Linked DNA regions of Manis pentadactyla: region 2 is linked to region 1. The links are chromatin contacts, called in public Hi-C maps. All regions are on one chromosome and are shown on one strand. The core of a region is the stretch at or near the end of the contact, and the rest is flanking DNA. Distances in the headings are between cores, read along the strand shown.

Region 1 (6,116 bases), core at 2,692-5,191:
AGGGGTATCTCAACCCCAGTCATGCTGCCTTCTCCTCCCCCTCAGCAGGATTCACCCTCTCATTCTGAGTCTTCTGGGCCCTGTTCTTAGGATCAGTGTTTCTTTTCTCTCTTCTGATTTTCATATAACCAAAAATTATCCCAGGATGGGCAAGGACACGTGCCCCTCACCCTATTCCACTCTTGTCCCAGCAAGAATAGGATGGGCGAAACTGAACTAGGGGTCATCCTTTACCCCCTTCTACACTCAGCTCCCAGATGTGGGGCAGGAAGGGGCAGTCTCCTCCCGGCTACTGCGGAGACCCCTGGCTGCTTAGGTAACCTGATCAGTGAGAAAGGGGCAGGAGGAGACTTGCTCCCCTGCAAGTGGAGGGCTCTTTCTACAGGAGTTTCCTGCCCAAGGCTGTAGCTATCCCATTCTCTGCTTCCTTGAGATTCAAACCAAAGGCTGTTTTTCTATATTTAAAGAAAAAAAAAGTGAAAACCAAACACAGCACCTCACAAGTTGTAACACTTGGTCCTTCTCTCCTCTCTCCCCTTCCCTCTTTCTTTCCATGTTGTCCTGTCCTGATTGGCTCTCTTGCCTCCCACTTATCTCACTCCCTATCAGGGATAATTTAGGGGGATGGTAAAGGGTTGGCTAAGGAACAGACCCTGGGTTCAGGGCTCCTAAGAGCTCTAAGAAGAGTTTACCTTACCCCCTTATGGGAAGGGGGACCCTAAAAAACACTTCTCTTCCTCCTTTTTCTTGCCCATTATGTGTGGTCTCCTCAGGAGAACCAGCTTGTCATGGCGGGACACTATGTTCCTCCTTGTCAATGTAGCAATAAACATGCTGCCAAGGGCAGAGGATGGGGACTTAGCTGGGAGGAGAGCATCTCTAGTGGAGGGAAGAGTCTTTTCAAAGCACCCAAGTGAACTGGCTCTTTGTTTCAGGATGGCAGCAGAGCTGCGATTAATATCTTGGGTTCTCCTCTACTGTTCTGGTTATTGAGCCATTTCCCATTGAACCCACCCATACCTCTTCTGTGTCTGCTGTTGTGTTTGGTGACACCTCATAAGGACTACTCCTTTCTGCGGTATCAGAGTCTTAGGGTGACCATCCCTCCCCGAGTCAGCTTTGGCGCCTGTAACCTCCTGGAATGTGAAGGACTATGCTCTGAGGCTATACTCTGAGCCCATGAAAGCAGAGACTGGAAGGGCAAGACCAGGTGCTAAGGAGGGGAGAGAAGGGCACTCTGGCTCTCTCCAGACCATCACTGCACTTTAACCAGGGTCTTAGGTACAAAATCCTATTCCAGAGTCTTCCAGCTCTGGAACCTCAAACATCCTCATGCTCTCTCCCAGCTCCTTTTGCATAAAAAAAAAAAACAAGAAAAAAAAACATACATTGAAACCCACATGGAGAAAAGAGGTGTTTTCTTTTTATATTGGTATTCAAAATCAACTCCACCCCAAAAAATTTCTAAACAGACACTTTTCCAGTGTTTTTTGTGTCAGTGTCCAAGCTGCAGATGGGATTTTATAACACTTCTGGCAGCTTTCCTTGTGTACATAATATATATATATTATATATATTTTTATTCAGAAGTTATGAAGAATGAACAGAAAAAAAAATCACAGAAGCAAGTGCAATACCACCTCCTCTCTCTCCCAGGATTTCATTTGTAGCCTATGCTTGGTGTCTCCTTGGACCTCGCCCTTCACCTCCTCCTCTTCCTCCGGTTCTCCCCTTCCGTTTTTTTTAAAGAGTTTTTCTCCATTCTCAAGGGGAGTTAAACTAGCTTTTGAGACTTATTGCAAAGCATTTTGTATATGTAATATATTGTAAGTAAATATTTGTGTAACGGAGATATACTACTGTAAGTTTTGTACTGTACTGGCTGAAGGTCTGTTACAAATAAACATGAGTAATTTAACACCCCTGGTTGTTTTTGTAGACTTTCTTTGCCTTATTTTTCTGCTGGGGGTAGCAGTGGGGGGATCCTTGCAACATAGTATACCAATTACCTACATTTTAAAGGTGAACAAGTCTAAGATTAAGAGGAAACCAAATAAGAATGCTCAAGTTCTTGCTACAGAAGAACAGAACTTTCAACCTAGAACAACAGGAAGTGGAGATTTTCCTACTAGGAGTGACTTCAGGATTGGAGAGAAAAGCCTAATTTGGCTGTCCATCCAAAGCAGAGGTTCATCAAATATTTGCTGAGTACATATTATGTACAAAACACATTAACCAAGGGAGATAGATGTTAGTTACAATGACATGAATGATCATAATAATAGGGTCTATCATTTCTTGAGCATGTCATAAGTTCCAACCACTGTGCCAAGTATTAATTGTAGAAACAACCTACAAAAAAATGACCACGCTTACTATTGAAATAAAAGCCCAAGAGAGAATATATAACTTGTCCAAGATGCATCAGCCCACAAGTGACAAAACCTGTATTTGAACCTGGGAGTGTGTGACTCCAGTCTGTGCCCATCCCTTTATGCCAGGGAATTCAGTAAGTGAAACCCTAGGCTATAAAAGTCCAAAGAGCCAATATAGGAATATTAACTTGATTCTGTCTTAATATTAACTATTTTCTGTCTCCTTCACTCTAAATATTTTTCTGTTCTATCTACTTCATTGCCATTCCACGTAGTAAATGTCTGCTGTTTTCCCTAAGACTATATTGAAACGAAAATTGAAGACACTTCCATCTAGAATCTGTTTTCCATGCCCCGTTGAAACTAACAAATTTGAACTTGAAAGAGACTGTGAATATAGTTGTTTTGAAGCCATAACAAAAGTTAGAAAATAACTTTTAACTCATAAAGTGGGTTCGAGGTTAAACCACCATGGATTGTTGGAGGGAAAATGAATCTGATGTACTCAGGCTCCAGAATGACTCGTGAATGAATGATTAGTTTTCATCTGGGCTATCTTGGGTCTGAAGGCTGGGAGGTCCCCTTGACACCTTAATTTCTTCACCTTCAGAGGTAACTGGGTGGTTGGCTGCCATGGTTAGCCACTCCTGCTCACAAGGCTAAAGGTCTAAGTCAAAATCGTTTAGGTCACAGGTCCAGGCTATATGCCGCCATCCAGTTGTTAGGTGAGAGGCAGCATAGTATGGTGGAGCCAGAACACCCCTTAGTGGTTCTGTGTGACTTGGGGCAACCTTAGGTTTAACCACTCTACACCTCAGTTTCTCAATCTTTAAAGTGCCGGTAATAGTACTGCCTGCCTTACAGGCTTGTTGAGGGTTAGATGAGTTAATATTTTTACAGCGCTTACTACAGTACAGGAACAGTGCTAAAAGGATTCAAGGATAAAAAGGTGAATAAGAAATAGCCCTAGCACCTAAGCACTTCCACGGCTCCTCCTCGCGGCGTTTTCTCCACATTGGGAAGGAGGAATTAACAAAGTGTATTGTTCCCGTTTATCATTCCTACACGTAGTAACAGGATTGTCAGAGAAATGAGCCGAGAGCGTCCCCCGGTGGCGCAGCACCGCCTTGGTTGTAGGGCTTCGGGCCAGGGGCCTACCAGCCTTGCACTACAACTCCCATAATGCATACCTTCCCCCGGGCCTCTAGAGGAAGTGCGACAGGTGGTTTTGCGCGGGTCAGCTTCCGCGCCAAGCGCCGCAAAAGCCGGAGAGTCAGAAAGCTGAGAATACGTCCGGGGCAGGGCATCGCGATGCTTGCTGAGAGACGTATAACTCTGATTTTCTTCCGCCAGCAGGGTAAATAGTCCCATAGTCACCTTATGTCACGGATAAATAAATTCGAGAAGCGCCTTTCTACCCTAGATTTCAGCGGAAGCGCTGAATGATTAGAAAATCTGGGTAAAGTGGGTCGCTGTCCTTGGCTACCTTCCTCTAAGGATTCTTCCGCTGTTGGCGTAGGGATCTCGTGCTATATAAGGGCGGTGGGACGGCCGTGCTTTCTCTTGGGCTTCCGTGCTAGCATGGTGAGTGCGTTCGTTGTCGAGGAACGGTTTCTGGGTTGAGGGCGTTTGGGAGCTTGGGCAATGGTGGAGGTATGCACAGGTAGGCATTACGGGCCTGGAGGGATTTGTGGAAGGAGTAGGCCCTATGGTGCCTTTCTGCCAGCTGCGGGCGCGGGGTTTACGTAGAGGGGCTTGGGAGGTTGGGCCCCACACCTAACAGGATGTTTACCTTGGTGCAGACCAAGAAAAGAAGGAACAATGGTCGTGCTAAAAAGGGCCGTGGCCACGTGCAGCCTATCCGCTGCACTAACTGCGCCCGATGTGTACCCAAGGATAAGGCCATTAAGAAGTTTGTCATTCGAAACATAGTAGAGGCCGCCGCCGTAAGGGACATTTCCGAAGCCAGTGTCTTCGACGGTAAGTGAGCTTCAAGCATGAGTATTTGGGCCCACTCCGTGCTGTACTCGTAGGCGGTTTACGGAGCCGGCCAGGCCGATTCCACCTTCAAGGTTGTTTCCGGTAAAGAAAACGTTTTTAATTGTGGTTGTCGTCTTGATCTTTGAACAGAAGGGAACTTTCAGTGCTAGTGGCCACTCTTCGAGACAGTGTGACTGCGTTAGGGGATGCGATTTCCAAGCACTTAGCTTACTCTATTAACAGCCCTGGCTGTAGACGTAGTCAGAACTCGAATTATTGAACATTTGCGTATCTGTTGTGCGAAGTACAGGTTAATTTGAATGATGTTTCAAGAATGGAGGCAGTCTAGTTTGATCAATGAAGTTGAGCTGCTTTAAAGCAATATGCCGTTTTTCCTAAGAGAAATTAGGTTTCTTAGGCAACAAGGAGGGCCCAGGAGTAGGCACTAGGGCTGGTACTCCGCTGAAGGATTTTTACATATAGGGCGCGCATTTGGCCCCGTGATGACAGGATGGGTCCAAAGGGGAATATTTTTCATTTGTGAAACTGCCAGTGTGTTTAGGTGTGAGAAACTGAAGTTTAGGTAACAGTTGCTTTGGGGGTGAAATTTTGTAGGTTTGCTAGGCAGTAAGTAGATTTACTTTTGACTGAATAAGGATGGTGCAAGTTGGGTATACAAAACCTGATATTTTGCTTCTGTTCTTAGCTTACGTGCTCCCTAAGCTGTATGTAAAACTGCATTACTGTGTGAGCTGTGCCATTCACAGCAAGGTAGTCAGGAATCGATCTCGTGAGGCAAGGAAGGACCGAACGCCCCCACCCCGATTTAGGCCTGCGGTAAGTATCCTTAAAGGGATGTGCAAGCCAGAGGGGTGATGGACAAAAGATGTGGGGCCTACACCTGAAACATGCTTAGAGGCAGTTCAGAAACTTGTTAGCATCAGTTTCAGATGGAGTAGTGTAGTCTCCTTCCACATCTACCAGTTCTTCGTATGTTTATGGCCCAGATGCATTGTTAGTCTTGGGAGGGTAGTATTCTTAAAAGAGTAATTTGTGGGGGGAGCCTTCGGTTGGTTGTTTTTATTTACTCTGGTTCCTTCATCTTTCAGGGTGCTGCCCCACGACCTCCACCAAAGCCCATGTAAGGAGCAAAGTCCTTACAGACTGAAGAAAAATTGTTCTCTGGAAAAAAGTAAAAATAAAATGGAAATTATATAGCATGTTGAGTGTATCTGTTGGTAGGTTGAGTGGGGATTGTGTATGTCTTAGGAACTGTAATTGCTTTTTCTAATCATTCAAGTGTGGGATACCTCATGTTTTTTTCATGGAGAAAACTTATCTGTGAATGTTAAGCCTTAACTCAGCTTTCTTTGGAACTTCAGAGTTTTGGCCTCCCCAATTACATGACTATGTGGGGAGGGAGGGGTTTGAGCATTAGTGAGGGAGAGCAACTAGGAGGGTAAAAGGTGTTGAGTGAGGAACACATCAGGAAGTGACTTAGACTGAGGTGTGTACCTTTTAGACTTGCACTTAGACACAGACTTTAGTGCATGACTTAGGTATCATTTAAAGAATCTATATCCATGTCCCTGACTTGATAAAATTAACCTGCCTACCTTGGCATGAGTCCACTGGTATTCTTGAAAACAGCCCCATGAGAAGAAAGTGTAGAGAAAGACTGCTTATTTCATCTGAGTGACTGGTGTGTGTGTGGGGGGGTTGTTTTTCTAAATAAACTAAACCAGTAACTTGGAGGTTTTG
Region 2 (5,600 bases), core at 1,015-3,514, 270 kb before region 1:
TCCATGTCATGTCACTTGCTAGAATGAAAAACAGCAGAATGGGGGCACATTTCAAGGGAAAAGAAGTTCTCGGTTATATCTAACCCACCATGTTTGAGGTGCCTTGGGGACATCCTGATGGAGATAAAGAAGCATCTGGACTGGAGTTTTGGCCAGTACTCTGCTCCTAGTGTCTTGTCCAGTCTGTATGTTCCCTGAGGAAAGGGACTGAGTCATTTATGTTTGCCTCTCTCATAGCCCTACCACTAGAAACATGTTTGGTGAGGAAGTGAAGGCTGGGCTATCTCTTCTGAGGAAGGAGGAGGTGACACACCTCTGATCTCAAGGAGCTGGTAATTTTGCTGAGGAAATGATATCAGAGAAACATTGTGGAGAACAAGATATGCCAGAATATGTGGTAAAGGCAATCACTGCTCTGGGAGATCAGAAAGGAAAGAGGTGAGTCACAGCGAAGGAACCCATGAAGGCCACTACTGACTGGTTACTATGGAATCCTCACAACCAGCTGAGGGTGAACAGTGTGATCCTCATTTTACAGATGAAGAAACTTGATGAGATATTGGAACACCCAAGTGCTGGTCCAAACCACAGGAGGGAACCAGATGGCTGTGGTCTTAGCTCCTGTTTTCCACAGAAATAGATAATCTCTTTAAAGCTCCCCAGCTTGGTCTTCCCAAGCCCTTTTCCCTCACGCCTAGACCCCCAGTATATTTCCTAATTCCAGTCCAGCTTCCCAACACAACTCTGTCTTTGTGACTAATGTTCCATAAAACCAACTTTAAGATGTTCTATTGGGCTCTAATCCAGAGAGGAAACCAGTGTCCCTCTGTTCTGCCGGAAGAGCCCAATAAGGTTCATCCATTTATTCAATAAACGTCGTGTGTGCCAGGAAATTAGTGAGACCTGATCCCCTCAAACATTTTTAATCTATTGGTTATTTGTCTGTTGACCACCAGGACTTTGGACTCAAGAAATAAGCCTGAAGAATGTAAGGACTGGGAAGAGGTATCCAGAACTAGAAGTTAAGCACCTCGGGAGCATTTCAGTGCCTTGGCACTCTTCTATTCTGCCCTCTGGTCATACCCTGGGTCACACCTGAAGACTAGAGCTGGTCCCACACCTGGTTTTTCCCCCTTGCAACTCGCTGTTTCCCGCGCAGGCACCTGAGGGCAAACCTCTCTCTTACCCCTGCAACTGCAAGTCCCTTCTCAGACTTCTAAGACCCTGCACGTCCAAAAGTATAGCTAGAAATCCAGAGGTCCAGATCCTTCTTCAAGCACAGTATCTCCAGCCCTGCTTCTCTCCATTCCTCCCCTGTGATCCCCAGTTTCTGCCTTTTCCATCCTGCCAACTCCCTTATCCTTTTCAAGCCTCAATTTCAAGCTCACACTCTTCCCAGCTCTAAGCTCTTCCTCCTGGCTCTAGGCTTCCCACCACCTCCCCACCTTCTCAGTGTCCCCGGTCTCTTCCTCTCCTAGTCTCCATGTCCAATCCTTACATCTTGCTCTTCCCGAACCCCCTGAGCTCCCCTGTATGGCTTCTTTAAGCAGCTTCTTTGAGCTACCTCTGGTAGCTGGGCATCCTCAGGGCTCAAATCCTCCACCTCCTTCCGCTTGGGCTCTTGGTGCTCCCACCAAGGCTGACCTCTGTCACTGAGCTGTCTCTCCTTCCCTGAGGAGTGTGTCTTCCCACCTCCACCTTCCCCTGATCCTCTGCCCCTTCAGGGGCTCCCTAGCTATCTGTCTGTCCTCTGGCCCTCACCCTCCTGCTCTTCATTTCTTTCCCCCTCTTTCCCAGGGCTCCGGCCCCGGTTCTCCCAGCTTCTCTGCCCCTGTCCCCATCCCTCTGCACCCCTGATCTCTTGCGGTCCAGCTCTTCCCCGTGCAGCCAAGGCTCTCTCCTCGCTCTAGTCTCTCTCCCCTCTTTGTCCCCGATTCTCCCCGTCTAATCCCCTCCAGTTTTGCCTGTCTCTTTCCTGCTCTGTCTGTCTCTCTAGCTAAGTCCCTCCTCTCTGACCCCCCTTTGTCTCTGCCCCTTTATCTCTCTGTCTCTCCGGGGTCTCTCCCCCACCCAGGCTCTCTGGGCCCTCGCTCCCTCCCTCCCTCTCTTCGGCTCTCTCCGGCTCCCTCTCTCGCCTCGGATGACAGCGCTGCCTCTTTTGTTGGCTCCGCAGCCAATCGCGGCCGCTGACGACACGGGGGACGGGGCTATAAAGGGCCTGGCCCGGGCGCGGGCCCCCCCAGCCGCCCGCCCCGGCCGCCCGCTCGCCCCGCCCGCGCGCCCGCCGCCCCCGGCCCCCGGCCCCCCTCGGCCGGGCAGCCCCGTCCCGTGCCGCCCAGACCCCCCCGCCCCTCCCCGCGGCCCGGCGTCCCCGCCCCCAGCCCCCTCCCCTCAGCATGGTGCTCGCGGCCCCGTTGCTGCTGGGCTTCCTGCTCCTCGCCCTGGAGCTGCGGCCCCGTGGGGAGGCGGCCGAGGGCCCCGCGGCGGCGGCGGCGGCGGGGGCCGGGGGGGAGCGCTCGGGCCAGCCGGCCGCGTCCGCAGCGCCCGAGCCCGACGGCTGCCCCGTGTGCGTGTGGCGGCAGCACAGCCGCGAGCTGCGCCTGGAGAGCATCAAGTCGCAGATCCTGAGCAAACTGCGGCTCAAGGAGGCGCCCAACATCAGCCGCGAGGTGGTGAAACAGCTGCTGCCCAAGGCGCCGCCGCTGCAGCAGATCCTGGACCTGCACGACTTCCAGGGCGACGCGCTGCAGCCCGAGGACTTCCTGGAGGAGGACGAGTACCACGCCACCACCGAGACCGTCATTAGCATGGCCCAGGAGAGTAAGTGGGCGGCGGGGCGCGAGCGGCGGGGACCGGCTTGGGCTCCGGGGAACGAAGCGCCTCCCGCCTGAAGCGGGGCGCTCCCGGCTGCTCTAGAAAAGGGCTGGAACCTTTTTTAAGGAAACTTGACGAATTGGGAGGCGGGGGCTGCTCCCTATAAGTTTTCCGAACGACGGCGACAGGCTGCGCGTGGCGTGCACGCCCCGTCGCTGGATGTGTGGGGGGTACGGCCCACGGAGAGGTTGTGAGGACAGGCGCGTGCTGGGTTTGGGGGGTGGTCCGGGAGCTGGGGCCCATGCGCAGCGGACGCGAGGGGCAGCCTCTCACTCAACCCTCAAGGCCTGCGGTCCAGGCGGGCTGCAGCGTTCTCCACCCCTCCCATCCTCGGCTCCGCTCCGCGCCCACCCGGCTGCGGGGAGCGAATGCTCCTGTTCCCCTCCCCGGAGTGACGCCCCAGAGCCCCGCGTCGCTCCCCACAGCCCCGCTGGCGTCCGTTCCACCCGGAGCCTTCTGACACCCGGTCTCCCAACGGGCTGCAAAAGCTGTGCCTGCTGGGCAGACCGAGCTCCGAGAACTCAACTCCCTTGCGCTGGGGCCATAGCACCCCTTTGGTTGCTCAGACCACAGCGTTCCATTCCTCATTCACCCGTCCCTACCCACTAGCGGACTTGAGGAGGAGAAAGACCTAAGGAGGAAACCAAAGAAATAGACGGGGAGAGAGGGAGAACCCAGGCATCCAAGTCCCCTGCCAAACCCGCCAAACGGAAGATTAACACATTGATAGATTTGAGCTGCTTTGAAATTTTATGGCCTGGAAAATCCAGGCCAACGCCGGCCGCCACCCCCCCCCCCCCACTCCCAGCCTGCCTCCCACTGCTCTCCCTAGGGTCAGATGATTCCCTTCCCACCCCCACCCAGGTTTCCCCTCACTCCAGCTCCAGGGAACGAGTGGTTTGGCAAAGTCACGCCCCGACACACACACACACAACCACTGTTTGGTTTTATGGCTCTGAGCAGAAGGGGGAGACTGGTTTATTGGCAGATGGGTCATAAAAAGCTGGGGGCTGAGGGGCGTTCTGGTGGCCCGCCCCCATGTGAGAGGCACGGAACCCAGGTGTGCATCTGGGAGGCTGAGTGCCTCATAATGCCACCAGTTTTTTCTGCAGACCCTAACTCCACAGTACTTGGTGCGGGCTGTAAAAAGAAAACTCAGAGGACTAGGAAGCTAACTTGGGGTGGTGGTGAAGGCCTGAGCTTTGGGGCTTGGTTCCTCAGTGCCCCTTCTGTTCTTAAGGATTCTGCTTTATAGAAGCTAGGGTCTGAGATTAACTGAGGGCGGGGGTGGAGGTTCTAGGAAACAGAGAGTTGTTGAGACATTGTGAAGAAGAGTTTGCTGGAAGACGAAAGGGAAAGAGGGAAAAGACACTCTGGTCTCTATGGGGTAGGGTCCAGAACGGGTAAGGGAGCTGTGGACTTCCCCTTGCCCCTTTCTACCCTTAGCATCCCTTAACCTATGTGCCTGAGCCCAGAGTTAGCCCAGGTAATAGGGTTGCAGGAAGCTAGCCTAATGCACGATTGGGAAGTACAGGTTAGGCTGGGGGGGGGGGGGTAGGGTAAGGACACCAGCAGGTGGGGTTCCACCCCAACTTCTGCCCTCTAGCCACCCCAGGACTTGGATGACTAGGGAACTGGGTCTCTGGCCAGGTACTGTACGTCTCCTTTAAGAGACAAGAGGGGGAGGAGGAGCGCAGCGGAGGAGAGGGGAGGGAGAGGGGGGAAAAAGGAAAAAGAGACTTTTATAGTCTAATCCCCAGGGACCCGCTTTAATAAGAGACTTGTGCTCTGCTAATCGGGGGAGGTGTTTGTCAGCAGAGATGGCCTCCGCTCCCCTCCCCCTCCTTCCCCTCCCCCAGCCCTCGCCCTGGACCCCAGCCCCCACCTCTCAGGCTGCAGTGCCTGCCCTAGTTCCCTCCACCCTCTCACCCACCGCAGGCTTCGTTCTGGGAACCCAGCCCCCTTGCCCTTCTGGGAGCTAAGCCCATCCCCTCAGTTTCTCCCTCCTCCCTACACCAAGAGGCCCCTGCCCTGCCCTCTCAGCCCAACCTCCTAGCCTGGGTAGGGAGAGTGTGTAAGGGGGGCAGGGGGAGGAGGGGGAGGAGGCGGTGGTGGGCAGGGAAGGGGTTGGGCTTTTGCTGAAAATAGTGGGATGACCTCTCTCCAGACCGGAGCCGCCTACTAAACCTGACAGGCTGCCTGCTACAACCCAATCAATCCTACACAGATGTGGCTTCTTTCCCTACCCTTGGGAGTTAGGCCTCTGTGTGCGTTGGGGACTGTCTCGAGCCCCTTGGTTCCCTCCATGGCTCTACCTGCTTCTCCTTTGTTCCCCCGTGTCCTTCCATCCTTTCCCCAACCCCACCAGGCTCAGCTACCTCCTTCACTTCTAAACTTCATCCACTCCTTCTGCACCCCCATCTCTCCCAGTGCTCTCCAACTGCCAAACTTACTTCTTCTCCTCCTACCACGATCTTCCCCTCTAACTTCTCTCCTCCATTTCTTTGCCAATCTCTTCTAACCTGCCTTCATCCCTAACAGTCTCTTCTCTAATCTCCCACACCAGGCTTCAGTGTCTCCCTCTCTTTCCCTTTTCTTTCTGAAGACATCTTCGTCCTATCCCCACATCCACTTGGGGAGAGTGTATGGTGAACCCCTGGGGTCGGAATGGAGCCCTGGTGCCCAGTTCCTTATCTCTAAGCTTTGGGTCAGCCTAGTAGGGGTAT

Evidence for each region. A called contact is a pair of places that touch in the nucleus more often than the background predicts.
Region 2: a Hi-C map of skin fibroblasts shows a contact between it and region 1, with 5 times the contacts expected there. The contact joins the promoter of GDF11 here to the promoter of RPS26 in region 1. A contact is called at or near these places in 2 of 3 Hi-C or Micro-C datasets (fibroblasts and skin fibroblasts).

What each region holds. Positions count from the first base shown.
Region 1 is chr9:89,976,385-89,982,500 of mManPen7.hap1, reverse strand. RPS26 (ribosomal protein S26) reads left to right here and starts at 3,941. Exons shown (of 4, transcript XM_036918299.2): 1 at 3,941-3,959; 2 at 4,178-4,355; 3 at 5,062-5,192; 4 at 5,465-5,566. The coding sequence starts at 3,957. The coding sequence ends at 5,500. It overlaps IKZF4 (IKAROS family zinc finger 4), which reads left to right. Exons shown (of 10, transcript XM_036918301.2): 10 at 1-1,922.
Region 2 is chr9:90,240,708-90,246,307 of mManPen7.hap1, reverse strand. It overlaps GDF11 (growth differentiation factor 11), which reads left to right and starts at 2,264. Exons shown (of 3, transcript XM_036918327.2): 1 at 2,264-2,820. The coding sequence starts at 2,397.